2 separate regions of the Oryctolagus cuniculus genome follow, and region 2 is linked to region 1. A link is a contact called in public Micro-C data. All regions are on one chromosome and are shown on one strand. The core of a region is the stretch at or near the end of the contact, and the rest is flanking DNA. Distances in the headings are between cores, read along the strand shown. Region 1 overlaps SEC61B (SEC61 translocon subunit beta). Region 2 holds the start of NR4A3 (nuclear receptor subfamily 4 group A member 3).

Region 1 (6,161 bases), core at 1,320-3,819:
TTGTAGCACTACGTCACTTTTATAAAATTATAATTTTACAAGTTCCTTTATGCCCTTTTGCCCTTTTCACATCTCAGAATTACTCAATTCCTAGGAAGCCTGTTTAGCAATAGAACCAACATCTACAAAAGGTATGATAGCTGAAAAAATGTATTTATTCAGAGATATGAAAATCAGATCTTTTAGAGAAAGAAAATTGTGTGCAAAGATTTAGATAAGGCGTCAGTGTGTCCCCTGAAGATCCACGCTTGGTCCCCGGGGGCGCAGTGTTAGATGTGGTGACCTTTAAGAGGCGGGGCCAGGTGGGAGCAGCAGGTGATGGGGGGTTGGGGGGCACAGCCCTCAGAAGGACTTTGGTGAGTTAGCCCTTGAGAGAATGTGTTGTTGTAAAATGAGGTCACCCCACCCCTTGGCCCCTTTGGCACGTAGCCAGTTCCCGTTCTGTTTGTCCCGTGGAGACGCAGCATGGGTCCCTTACCAGGACCTTGGCAACAGGTAGGAGAACTGTAAGCCAAGTCAACCTGTTTGCCTTATGAAGCACCCAGCTCTGGGTATGCTGTGACAGCCAAATGCACAGGCCATGGTGTGCTGGCCAGTGCTCCTGCCTCCGTGCGGCCCCTCAGAAAGCTCATTGAAAGCACGCATTATGAAAAGAACAAGCACGAATGTCAACAACTTTTTGCAGCAAAACAAACGTGTGTTTTAATTCTATTTTCCAGGAACTTTTGAAATAACGCCCTCCTGGGTGAACCTCTCCTGAGGATTCCACCTGTTGAGGCTGCCACAGGGAGAACAGGACAGTCCTCTTTAGGGGGCGGGGCCTGACCCCCAGCAGCAGGAACCAAGGATAGAACCCCAGAGAAGCAGATTTCAGCTTCCCGGGAGGTTTGAAAAAACCCAGAGGGGTAGGGCCCTCCGAACACCGCCATGGTTCCCCTCCCTTCTCACCGCAGGGTCCAACCTGCTTACTGTCCACTGTGCTTGTTGGGAGAGGCCTCCTGGCACTGAGCCAAAACAAGCCCGCTTCTGCTGCTTGGTTTTTCTTTATGCTCACAGAGAAGCGGTGGCCAGCCAGGCCCGCTCCTGAGACGAAACCTGCAGAAATCCATGGAAGGGTCATGACCCACCTTAAGCCACCTTAACAAGGCCAAGGAGTCCCAAGTCCACCCGGCGCACCAAAGAGAGAAAGAGCGCTGAGACACAAGCGCCCCCAAACGGCCGTTTGTTCAAACAGGGGGCTGTGCTCAGCTTGTCTGGCCAGCAGGGTTAGTTCCTGCCAGCAGGGCCACAGAGGACAGCTCCTGATGGCAGAGGTCAAGTTTGTGTTTACACAACTGCAAACAGACCCCATCTAAAGTCCTGCCAGGTACTTTTTAAAGCAATGATTGCGGACATTGTAAATGTTTTTATTATTAGAGCATCTTTCCCTAGCTGTATAGACAACTGCAGCGCGTTCATTTTACAAGCTGAGTAGTATCCACTGAGCGGAGTGCTCTTATTGGATGTCTGAGATATTGCAAGTCCTTCCACCACCTCAGTGACAATTCTGCACACATCTGCTCGTGCTCTCTGGAATATGTGAATCCCATTTCTCCTCAAAAGACCTTACCGATGTATACATTCAGTTTCACCACTGAGAATATAAGGCAGGTCCTGCTGCCCTCATACCCACCACCACTCTTCTAGCTTTTGATGTTAAGTGGAAAGGGAATTTTTAAAAAAAATTGTGGGGGCCAACACTGGAACACAGCAGGTTAAGCAGACACTTCCAACACTGGCATTCCCATACCAGAGCAGTATTTGGAGTCCCAGCTGCTCTGCTTCCAGTCATCTCCCTGCTAATGCACCTGGGAAAGCAGGAGAAGATAGCCCAAGGGCTTGAGTCCCCAACACCCAGATGGAGCTCCAGGCTTTGGCTTGGCCCAGTCCTGGCTGTTGTGACCATTTGGACTGCGAATCAGCTCATAGAAATTATCTTTCTCTTCCTGTTTCTGCCTCTCTCTGTGTTGCTCTACCTTTCAAATTAATAAATAAATTTTAATTGCATTTTCCTAGTCATTGGTGGAGTTGAGCATCTTTTCATGTCTTTCTTGGCCATTTTTATTTCTTCCTTGGTGATTTATTTGTCCACAACCTCTGCTGGTTCTTCTTTTGAGTTACTTGTCATATTTCATATTAATATTAATTAATGTTTTATCAGTTTTATGCAAAACAAAAAATTAAGGTTTTGTTATTTTCTTTTTTTATAGAGGCAGAGATACAGAGAGGAAGAGAGACAGACAGATAAAGAGAATTCCCATCTGTTGGTTCACTCTCTAAATGCCTATAATGGCCAGGATTGGGCCAGCCAGAACCCAGAAGCCCAGAACTTAACCCAGGTCTTCCATAAAGGTGGTAAGAATCCAACTACTTGAGCCACCACTTCTTTCTCCCAGGGTTTCCATGGGTGGGGAGCTGGAGTCAGCAGCCAGAGCCAGGGTTCACACTCAGGTACTCTGACGTGTGACAAAGGCATTCAACTGCAGGGCTAAATGCCCACCCTGCCACAAAACTCCCCCCTACCCTATCTGTCACTTATCTTTTCTCTTTGCTTATCTCTGCTCACTTTTCCAAGAACTTACTCAAATACTCTCATTATGAAGCCTTTTTCTATCTGAAAGCTGTCTGTCTTTGGCATGAATCTTGCAAATATCTTTGCTCTCCATGTTGTTTTGGACTCTGTTTTGATTTGGAGTTAGAGGAGTTAGCATGTTTTATTTAGGCACATATACTTGGAATAACCTAGAAAAGTTTTCCTTACCCTGAGATAAGATATTCACCAATATCTTCTTCAGCCTTTCCTTACTAGGTTGTTTCTTTTTTAATTCATCTGGAATTTATTTTGTTGTTGGTATGCTTTGGAATCTCACTTTTTTTTCCCAAAATAGTTGGTCAAATTACTCAATATCTTCCATCAGATTAGTCATCCTTTCCTCTCGGGTTTGTCATCCCAGTTTACTCATGCACTTAATTTTAATTGGGACTTGAAAGAGGTAAAAATGATTATGATCAACAATCCTGACTTCCTTCGCAGGGAGAGATGAATTGCTATTTGTTTTGGATGGGGAAGGAGAGCGTGGAGCGGGATAACACTGGGGGGAGGCGGTTGTAAGAGTCCTGGAATTGATTGTGAAAAAGGAAAATCTGAGGAAGAAACGGCAAAAGAAGAAACTACTGAGTCATAGCAGGAATGCTGCATCAAAAACCAGGATGAGTTAGGGATGGCCGCGGGGAAGGCCCATTCCAGGACTCCTCAAAGAAGGCGATGCAAATACAATGGAGATAGTTCTACCGGGCTCCCAGCGGAAGGGAAGTGCCCCACAGCCACCTTGCCATGCCACCAAGCCAAGCACGAAGGACATCCTGTGTTAGGATTTGTTAATCAGTTGTCAGATACACAGAGCTATGTGAAAGAGTTTTGAAGAATGCATGTTCATTATTTAAATTCAGAGATGGAGAAGAATCAAGAAAAATTGAAGAACACTGGCTACCTTCCATCGAGCCCTACAACAATCCAATACTCTATTAGCTGCTTTATACATATGGTACTTTTCTTTAATATTTATTTGAGAGGCAGAATTACAGACAGAGAGAGGGAGAGACAAAGAGAAAGATCTTCCATCCACTGGTTCACTCCTCAAATGGCTGCAAACGCCAGGGCTGGGCTGATCCAAAGCCAGGAGCCAGGAGCTTCCTCCAGGCCCAAGCACTTGAGCCACCTTCCTCTGCTTTCCCAGGCACATTAGCAGGGAGCTGGATCGGAAGAGGAGCAGCCAGGACACAAACTGGTGCCCAAAGGGGATGCGGGCACTGCAGGTGGCGACTTAGCCTACTAAGCCACAAGTGCCTGCCCGCATACCATCCTTTATAAAAGAAGATAATAAAGCTCCTGCGATTGATCAATCAATCAATAGTGTCCCTGAGGCTGGCCTCCGTGAATACTCCCGGCACTTGCGGCCATACTCTCCTCTCAGATATTTTAAGATAGCTGCTGATCATTACGGAGCTCTTAGTCCCATGCCCAGGGCTGCAGAAACGCATCCTGTAAACCTCTCGAAGGAATCCGTTTTCAAATCTCATAACAATCCTACAAAATAGGTACTTCCTAAGTGTACAGATAAGGAGCCTGGGAGCAGAGGGAGTGAGCACAGGCCTCCTGTGTATGCTCAGCTTGGTAGACAACCCCCTTTATCACGCAAGCTTGCATGAGGAACATCCCCAAGCCACTGCACAATATCCCACTGGGTGGGCGTGCTGTCTGTTTCTCCAGTGTGGTATTTCTGTTCAATGTTAGAGACCACACCCAGGACAAATACTACAGTAGAAATATCCTTGTATTTTGTCCGTGTCTGAGCATTCAGATAAAAAAAATCATGAACAGTGGACTTCCGGAGTGACACTGAAAGTGTCTTTTTACATATCACCCAGAAGATTCTGCCTTTGCCCACTCCACCAGCAACAAATGAAAACACTCATTTTATGCCTTGGCATGACCGCGTTTAGTTAATTTTAAACCCTAGCCAATTTAAACGGGTAATTATTTATCATCATTTCAGTTCTTGTTTTCATTGAGGAGTAACACAACCGACTTTGGTTTTTTCAAACATTTTAAGAAAGCTTCTGTCTCTGCCAGGCATCCCTATGGGGTCTAAGTTTAGGACAGATCCAGTCCTGCCTTTTTGAGGCTCACAATCCAACATAAGTGCATTGAACACACAACTAATGAATGTCAGTTCCAAGTTCTGTAAGAAGTACTTTGTAGCAACTTATGCTCACTGGCCCTTTTGAAAGCAAAGTACTAAGAATTCATTTAATCCTCGCAACGGCCCTTTTAGGTAGGTACCAGTACTCCCATTTTACAGATTTGCAGACAGTGACCAAGCGGTCATACAGCCAATGAGTAGTAAAGGTGGGCTTCAGGCCCAGCCAGTCCTGAACGGCTCGGCCCTGCGCATTCCTTCTGCTCCGGGTGCTGCGAGGACCCTGGAGAAAGAGGAAAGAGGATGCAGAGAAATGAAAGCAAAGCAGATGTGGACCAACAGTCGAAGGGCTGGGAGGGGCGGGCGGCCAGGCCAGTCGGAGTCGTGCCAGGAGGTGCTGAACCACATCTCTTCGCTCCTTTTTTCAATGGCTTAGGTGATGGCGACAGGTGGGAAAGAGCAATAGACAGACCCGGAACAGCCCAAAGGCCGAGGAAAGGCATGGACTAAATTTCCCCACTTTGGGGAAAGATAAAGAGTCCACTCCGGAGGGCATTCAAAACAGAAGCAGAGGAGAAAATGGAAACTTAACAGAGCTTCGGGTCAAGCGATCTCCCGCCAGGGCCTGAAACTCGCGACACACCCCACCCTCCTCTCCGGCCGCAGGCTCCCTTCCCACGGGCTGCAGCGCCATCTAGCAGATGTGGGGTGAAATGGCATCATAACCACCAGGGCAGTCGTTGAATCTTTGAAAAGATCAGGATTCAATGGGCCTCACAGGCTGTGTTAGGTCACTGTGGTGAACAAGCAACTCTTTGCCCTTGGGAAGGTCATGGCCCATCCGGGGAGACAATCGCAAGTTCTAGAGCAGAGAGATCTGTGGGAGTGTTGAGCCAACAGAGAGGAGCAAGCCTGACCTTACCCAGGGTGCAGGGGGCGCTAGGATGGGTAGTCACTAAACATGGGTCCAGCAGTGGGAGACGGAGGGAACGTCCAGGCAACAGGACCAAAGGCTCAAAGGCCTGGAGCTGTGCAATGCATGTAGGAGACGTCGGAATGCTCAAATCACAGGCCAAGCGCAACCTTGCACGCACTCTGATTTAGCGTCCTCATTGGAATGAATGCAGTTATGGACACTGGAGCAGATCCACACGCCAAGGCAAGCGCACCAGCACTGGAACCCAACTCAACTCCCAACGCTCAGCCCCATGCTGCTTCCATAGAGGTGTGGAAGAGCAAGGCCAACCACCTGCAGCCAGCTCCCCGGAGAAGAGTGCACCTGCGGTGAGGCTTTGAACTCAAGAACACCCGGCTGCCCTCACCCCCCTCTACCGATGGCTCAACTTTTGTCAGGGGTCTTACTCTTCCCCAGCTTCCATCTCCCTATCTGTCACATGGGATGAAGATACTGGTCCTTCCACA
Region 2 (6,161 bases), core at 1,652-4,151, 570 kb before region 1:
GAGCGCTTTGGCCCCAAACTCCGGCCTACAGCGCCCCCTTTGCCTGGGGTGGGCAAAGCTCGGAGGGTAGGAACGTGGATCGAAAAGAAAAAATACACAAAACCCCAAGTCAAACAAAACCAGAAGAAAAAACCTCCCGGGTGCACGGTCCGCAAAGGCCAGGTAAGTTCTGCCTCCTGCCACCCTCGATGGCCAGACTTTGCGTGCAGGGACAGAGAAAGGGGCTCGGAGTCCCCGGGTGCGGGAAAACCTTGAGGGCTAAGAAACGGGGGGATTCCCTCGCCATCCCCTGCCTGAGCCGCTCCGACGGGAAGCTTGAGCTCCCTGGAGCGCAGGCCCTGGAGGATCTTTCCACGGCCGCAGCGCGTGCTTCCCGTCCCCGCGCAGCTTCAGTAGGGGTCTCTGGCTGTCCCCGCCCCCTACTCCAGTGGGTGCTCGCATTCCCGCCCCTGCCTGGGGAGCCCTCTGAATTCCGGGCGGCTGAGGGCCGCCGCGCCTCCCCAAGGAAGGGGTTCCTCTCGCGCGCCCAGCGGCGGCGGCGGCGGCAGAGTCCAGGCGTCTCCCAGACATCCCGGCCCGGGCGCCCCTCGGTTCCCTCCGCCCCGCAAACGGCCGGTTACCTAGGCGTAGGGCTCGGCGCCTGGAAACACGTTCCGCGGCTCGCGCTCACGGCAGCCGGCCGGGACCTGAGGCTCGGGGTTATAAATTAGGAAGCAGTAACTACATCCGTCAAAGCCCCTTTCTCTCTCGTGGGCGGACGAAAGGAACACCCCCGTGTTCCCCTCCCTGGGGTGAAGTGTGTGGAGGAAACCGTGAAACGCACCATTGTGACCGGGGCTCTTCCGCGGAGTTTCCAACCCCGGGGAGCGGGGGCGGAGGCTGGGCGGGGGCAAGGGGAGTGGAGGAGACAACGACAGAAAGGGAAAGATTCTCAGAAAGACCGAGGGAACCCAGCCGCGGCGCGGGGGAGGGTTTCTGCGAGCGCACGGTCCCGGGGATCTGCCTGGGGTGCGGGGAGAGGGACCGGGCGGAGGGGGAGGTCGCTGGGGCCCAAGGAGTCTTTGACAGCCACATGACGAACGTCTTGTTCGGCTGCAATAACTAGAATAAAGTGATTTCATTCATTGTGCCCAGGCTCCGAGACGCACAGCTTTTCTTCCCCCCGTCTCGATTCTGTAATACACTCCCCCGTCGTGGGAAAAGGAGCCCCAGGACTTGGGTTCGCGGGGGGATCGGGTGCAGGCGCCCGCGGACCTCCCCGGCACCCTCGCGCCGGGGGCTAACGCTCCGGATTCCTGCTCCCCGAACTCCGTGCAGCTCTTCCCTCCGGAGAGCCCAGACACACGAATAAAAAGGCAATCTCCAAGAACATCTCTCGGGAATCAAGGGGGGCAAACGGCCCTCCTCCTTCGCCCGGTCCCAGGGCTCCCAGCAGGTCCCAGCGGTGCCCGCGGCGGTCGATCGTCGCGGGCCGCGCTCGCCTCTCTGCGCTCCCTCTCGGCTGCCGACAACTTTCATTTCTACTAAGTAAGGCGCTCGGAGCAACTTCTCCAAAAGCGCGAGCTCAGGCAGTGACCCGGGAGCATGGCTTTCCCGCACCGCGCCTGGCCCAGAGGAGAGGCTCCAGGTCCCCACGCGTGTCGGGGCCCGGGAGCCGACAATTACTCCCGATTACCTCCAAAGCGCAAAGTGTAAGCCGGCAAGCCGGGCGACGCCAGGCAGACGTGCCCAGCGGAGCCCCAGGCTCATTTCAATACAATAAGCCACATTCCTACAATTACGTCCTTTCCTGAGATCTCCGGGCGCCTATGCAAACTCGGGCGGCCCTTTCCCTCCCAGGCTTGCTCCCTGCCAGCCCAGCCAACTCGGTACCACCGTTCGGTTCGTCAGCTTGGACCCGCCAGAGCCCCTATTTCCGATTCTACTAAAAAGGCAGGAAAATTACTGCCGTTCATCACCGGAGCTGCAACTCCCCGCCGCCGCCGCCGCCGCCGCCGCCGAGAGCATCATTACCATGACAACTAGAGCGAAATACCCTGAATTACAGCTCTGGGGCTGCTGCTGCACAAATCCCGGTTCTCCTCTTTGTTAGAGGCTTTTCGCCTCTCGGGGTGGGGAGAGGAATCCCACTCGCTCCGGAGATCCCCGCGGGCCCGCTCCCGAGGAAAAGTTTCAGATCAGAACCCACGGGCCGCTCGCCTCGCGAAGCCGGAGCCCGGAGGCGGCGGGGTTTGGTTGAAGGGGGGGAAGACCCCACGCTCAAAGTTGTCAATTTCAGGAGCCAAGCTCCCCAGCGCGCCAACTTTTTAGCAAGTCCCCCTATTAACCGGGCGAATCTTATACATACTTGAGTGCTGTGGCGGTTCCGTCTTTAGAGCGAGTTTCTAGAGAGCTGCCCCGAAATCTGCACTTGGGTGGGAGTCGCAGCTGCTGTCCCGGAAGGGCTGCGGTGTACAAGCCCCGCGGCTCCCGGAGGCGGCGAGCGGCTGGCGGGGGATGCTGCGACCCCGACTCATGGGAGAGCGGCGCCGAGAGGTTCTGCGGGCGTCCTGGCTCCGGCCGCGACCGCAGGGCAGGATGCAGCCGTCGTGCCCACCTCCACGGCCACCGCCGGCGCTGTCAGCGTCGCCAAGGGAGCCGGGCAGGAGCGTCCGGCTGCGGCGCGGCGCGGCCCCGGCAAGGGCGCAGGGCGCGAGGGGTGTGAGCGCGCGGGCGAGAAGGGAGCGTGTGTGCGGAGCGTGTGTGCGCGCGTGTGTCTGTGCGTGCGAGTGAGGGAGCGGGTGTGAGCGTGTCTGTGTATGGGGAGCGGAGGAGGAGCAGGCGCTGGAGGGGTTGGGGGCGGGAGGCAGGAGACTCCGCTCTCCCGGCTGCGCGTTCGCTCGCTCTCCCGGCACGTCATTTATGCCACAGGAGCCCTAGCGGCCTCTCCATAGAGTGCCTGGAATGCGAGACGTCAATGTGACGCCATGGGACGCTACGTCACCCTCCTCCTCCTCCCTCCCCTGGCCCAGCCGGTTCCGCGTGTGCGAGGGAGGGTGTGTGTGTGTGTGTGTGCGCGCGCGCGCGGGTGAGTGATCTGGAGCGCGCGCGCGCGTTCCCCTGCCCAGGAGCGTGGCGGCACAATGGAAAACTGTGCCCTGGCCGAGGGGGGGCCTCTGGGACCCGCGCTGCCAACCCCTGAGCAGCGGCACAGCTCGCCGGAGCGCGCGTCTGCGGGAGGGTGCAGCGGCCCGCCCGCGGGTCAGGCGGCACCGCCCAGCTGTCAGGCTCGGGTGGAGTAGCGCTGGAGGAGTGCTGCTGGCTCGCCTCCGAGGCTGCCCCGAGGCTGCGAGCCAGGGCCGGGGGGTAAGGGAGAGGACAGCTCTTCCGAGAGGGAAGGCTGCGCCAGCCAGCTTCTCCGAGTGACCTGGCAGGCGGTGCAGCAGGAGTCTGGCACCAGCCCGAAGACTCCCGGAGGTGCAGCTGCGCTTTCCTCCTGCCACGGCGCTGGAGCTGTTTACTTAGCCCTGGCCCTGTGCGCTTAGGCTGACTCCCCTCCTCCGCCCAGCAGCTTCTGGGTGCGTGTTTCGCACGAGGATGCAGCTGGCTCGCGGATGAGGTTTGACTTCTTTACACTCAGGGTCTGGGTTTCCCGACCGGACACACTATAACCCAGCCGGGCGCACATCCATCGTCCACGCGCACGGAACCACCGGAGGTGTGCAAAAACAAACACACACGTGCTGAACAGCTGAGCGGGGTTGGCTGTTGTAAACCCTCGCTCATCCCCAGCACGCGGTCGGCGTGGAACTCTGCACTTTCACTTTTTGATGTCTGTAGAGCCCCCCCCTCGCCCATCTCCCAGATGAAGCATTTCGAAATCAGCCCGCAGGATTGATGAGTCAGTGGCCCTCGCTAGGGGATTTGCTGTGGTCTTGGGAGGTTGTGCCCAAAGCCTGGGTGACCCTGTGAGGGGCAGCAGTTTCTTCTTGGAAACGATGCATTTCAGTGTGAGTGGCTGAAAATCAAAACAGAAAATGCATCGGAGTTCCAGATGCTGAGTTCCAGAGGATGCTGCTTGAGTGACAGCAACCCCTTTCAGAAATGAATTTTGGAGGAGAAAACATTTGACCGTAACAGCGCTGACATACGTGGTCCCCAAGTGGTCCAGTGGCTTCGGGCGTGACTATTTATTTGACCTGTCCCTATGTTTTTTTTTTTTTTTAAATGTGTGTGGGGAGCAGTACCGAAGAAGTTTCGAGGTGGGACCAGAACCTTGCAAACCAAACTACGAATAAATATGTACGGCATGGGTAATGTGCAGACCGTGGGAGGATGCTGCCAAAGCTGACCCAGCCGAGAGGAACCGAGCCTCTGCAGCGCTGCGGAGTTCAATCTAGTCTCCGAAGCAAGGAGGGCGCTGCTACATTGTATCCATTCAAAGGCTGGCGGCGGGAGGGGGGCGGGGAGCGGGACCTGGAGCCGCGCGGCGCTGACGCACGCGAGGCGCGTGATTGACGCAGGCGATGTTACTAAATTCGGCGGTTGGCCGGGCCCCGCCGCCGGCGCGCGCCGCAGATAGCGGAGTAGGTTCCCCTCGGTCACCCCCGCCCCTTCTCCATTCAGCGCCACGAGGGGCGGGGCGGGGCGCGCGGGGCGGGGCCGGGCCGGGCGGGGCGGGGCGCGCGCGCGGCCGCGCCGGGATCCGGCCGAACCAAATATAGTGGGGCCTGGCTATTTTTAGCCGGGCCTCGGGCGCGAGCGCGCCGCGTGAGGGGGCGCGCTGACCCCGCCGACAGCGCGGAGGGGGCGGGGGCGAGTCGCCATCTTGGACTCGGTTCGACCCCGTCAGGTGACCCGCGACTTGGGGCCGGGCTCGGCGCTGGGGGTCGGGGTGAGTGGGAGTGAGGCGTGGGAGAGAGAGGGGCGGGGGGCGGGGGCGCGGGCGGCACTGTCGGTCCCGCGCGGGCTGTGAAGAGGGAGCGGGGCGAGGCGAGGCGAGGCGAGGCTCGCGGGCGGCGCGGGCGACCGGCCGGGCGGCGCGGCTCGCGGGACACGCACGCGCACGCGCCTCGGAGGGCCGGCGATGCCCGCCAAGCCGCCCGCCCTCAGCGGGCCGGACGGTCCTGCCGCGCCTGTGCCCCGCCAGCCCGGAGTCGCGTGGAGGCGGAGCCGCCCGCGGCCGCCACTTCCTGAGAGCCGGGGATACCCCTCCCGGACGTCACGGAGGAGCCGGGGCGGCGGTGGCGGCCCGGGGCTCATCCTGCACTTGCATCACGGGTGCAGCAGCAGCTGCTCTGCTCCTTTGTGGCTTTTTCCCCTGTTGAGTAACTGCTTTGTTAACTGAAAATACCATGACGGGCCAGTGTGATCACCAGCTCCAGACCTCAAAGAAAGTGAAGCTGTGAGGCAAGAGGGAGACTCCCCCAGCCGGCTGCGATGGTATCTGGTGGGTGGGTGTGTAGAGAAGCAGTTGACAGTTTCCACGTATTACTTCTTGCCTAACTCTTCACCCTCAAGAAGGTTTAAAAATACTTTTATTTCCATGCTGCGAAAATTTCATCTGTGTTCTGCACCCCACCCATTCTCCCTTCGGTTTAAGATCTTATGCAGAATTGGAATCACTATAAGCAGACACCCTAAAATTAGGTGCAGTTTTTAGGAAACGTGACATCTTACAGCGGATTTATTGAATAAACTGCGTCTTCCTAATATAAGAGGTCCTTGCCCACTTGGAGTTGTGGAAAGCTTCTGACCGAGATTGTTCTTATGAATTGGGCTTCTTCAGTGGCAGTTTGCAAGCAGCAGAGTCCTTGTTTATCTTAAATTCTTTTAAGGAGGGATTGATCGCTGGCTAGGAGCGGGTGTCTTCCGGACCGCTGTGCTCCCCCGCCTCCTCCTGCCCGTCCCAGATCTCTTCCTTCCTGAGTGTTGGCCCCAGTCTGCTCCCTGACTGGCCCGGCAGGCTGAGGGCTGTTGTCTGGCCGGGCCAGTCCACTGCGCCTGGCACGGTCCCCTGGGTAGGAGGCTGGACTCACTATTGGAGAAGTTCAGTGGTCTCTGATGAGTGGCAGCTTTTCCACGTTCAAATGGAAGGTCCTAGAAACAGCCAAGGCGCTCTCCTGCAAACTGGGACATCCTCTGCCTAGTTTTAGGTCCCTAAGCACATGTAACTCTTCATG

The links. A called contact is a pair of places that touch in the nucleus more often than the background predicts.
Region 2: a Micro-C map of ear pinna shows a contact between it and region 1, with 2.6 times the contacts expected there. The contact joins the promoter of NR4A3 here to the enhancer-like site in region 1. A contact is called at or near these places in 2 of 6 Hi-C or Micro-C datasets (ear pinna and skin fibroblasts).

The regions. Positions count from the first base shown.
Region 1 is chr1:202,912,354-202,918,514 of mOryCun1.1, reverse strand. The region is part of intron 3 of SEC61B (SEC61 translocon subunit beta); the gene reads right to left. Among named protein-coding and RNA genes, the nearest start is that of SEC61B, 38 kb to the right of the region's middle. Within about 2 kb of position 2,569, at least 1 of the 8 cell types and tissues checked has an H3K27ac peak or open chromatin away from gene starts, as enhancers often do. A contact at or near this core is called in ear pinna, where this site is marked.
Region 2 is chr1:203,479,741-203,485,901 of mOryCun1.1, reverse strand. It overlaps NR4A3 (nuclear receptor subfamily 4 group A member 3), which reads right to left and starts at 2,901. Exons shown (of 9, transcript XM_017349418.3): 1 at 2,348-2,901. LOC103349472 (a long non-coding RNA gene) reads left to right here and starts at 4,770. Exons shown (of 9, transcript XR_011381209.1): 1 at 4,770-4,873.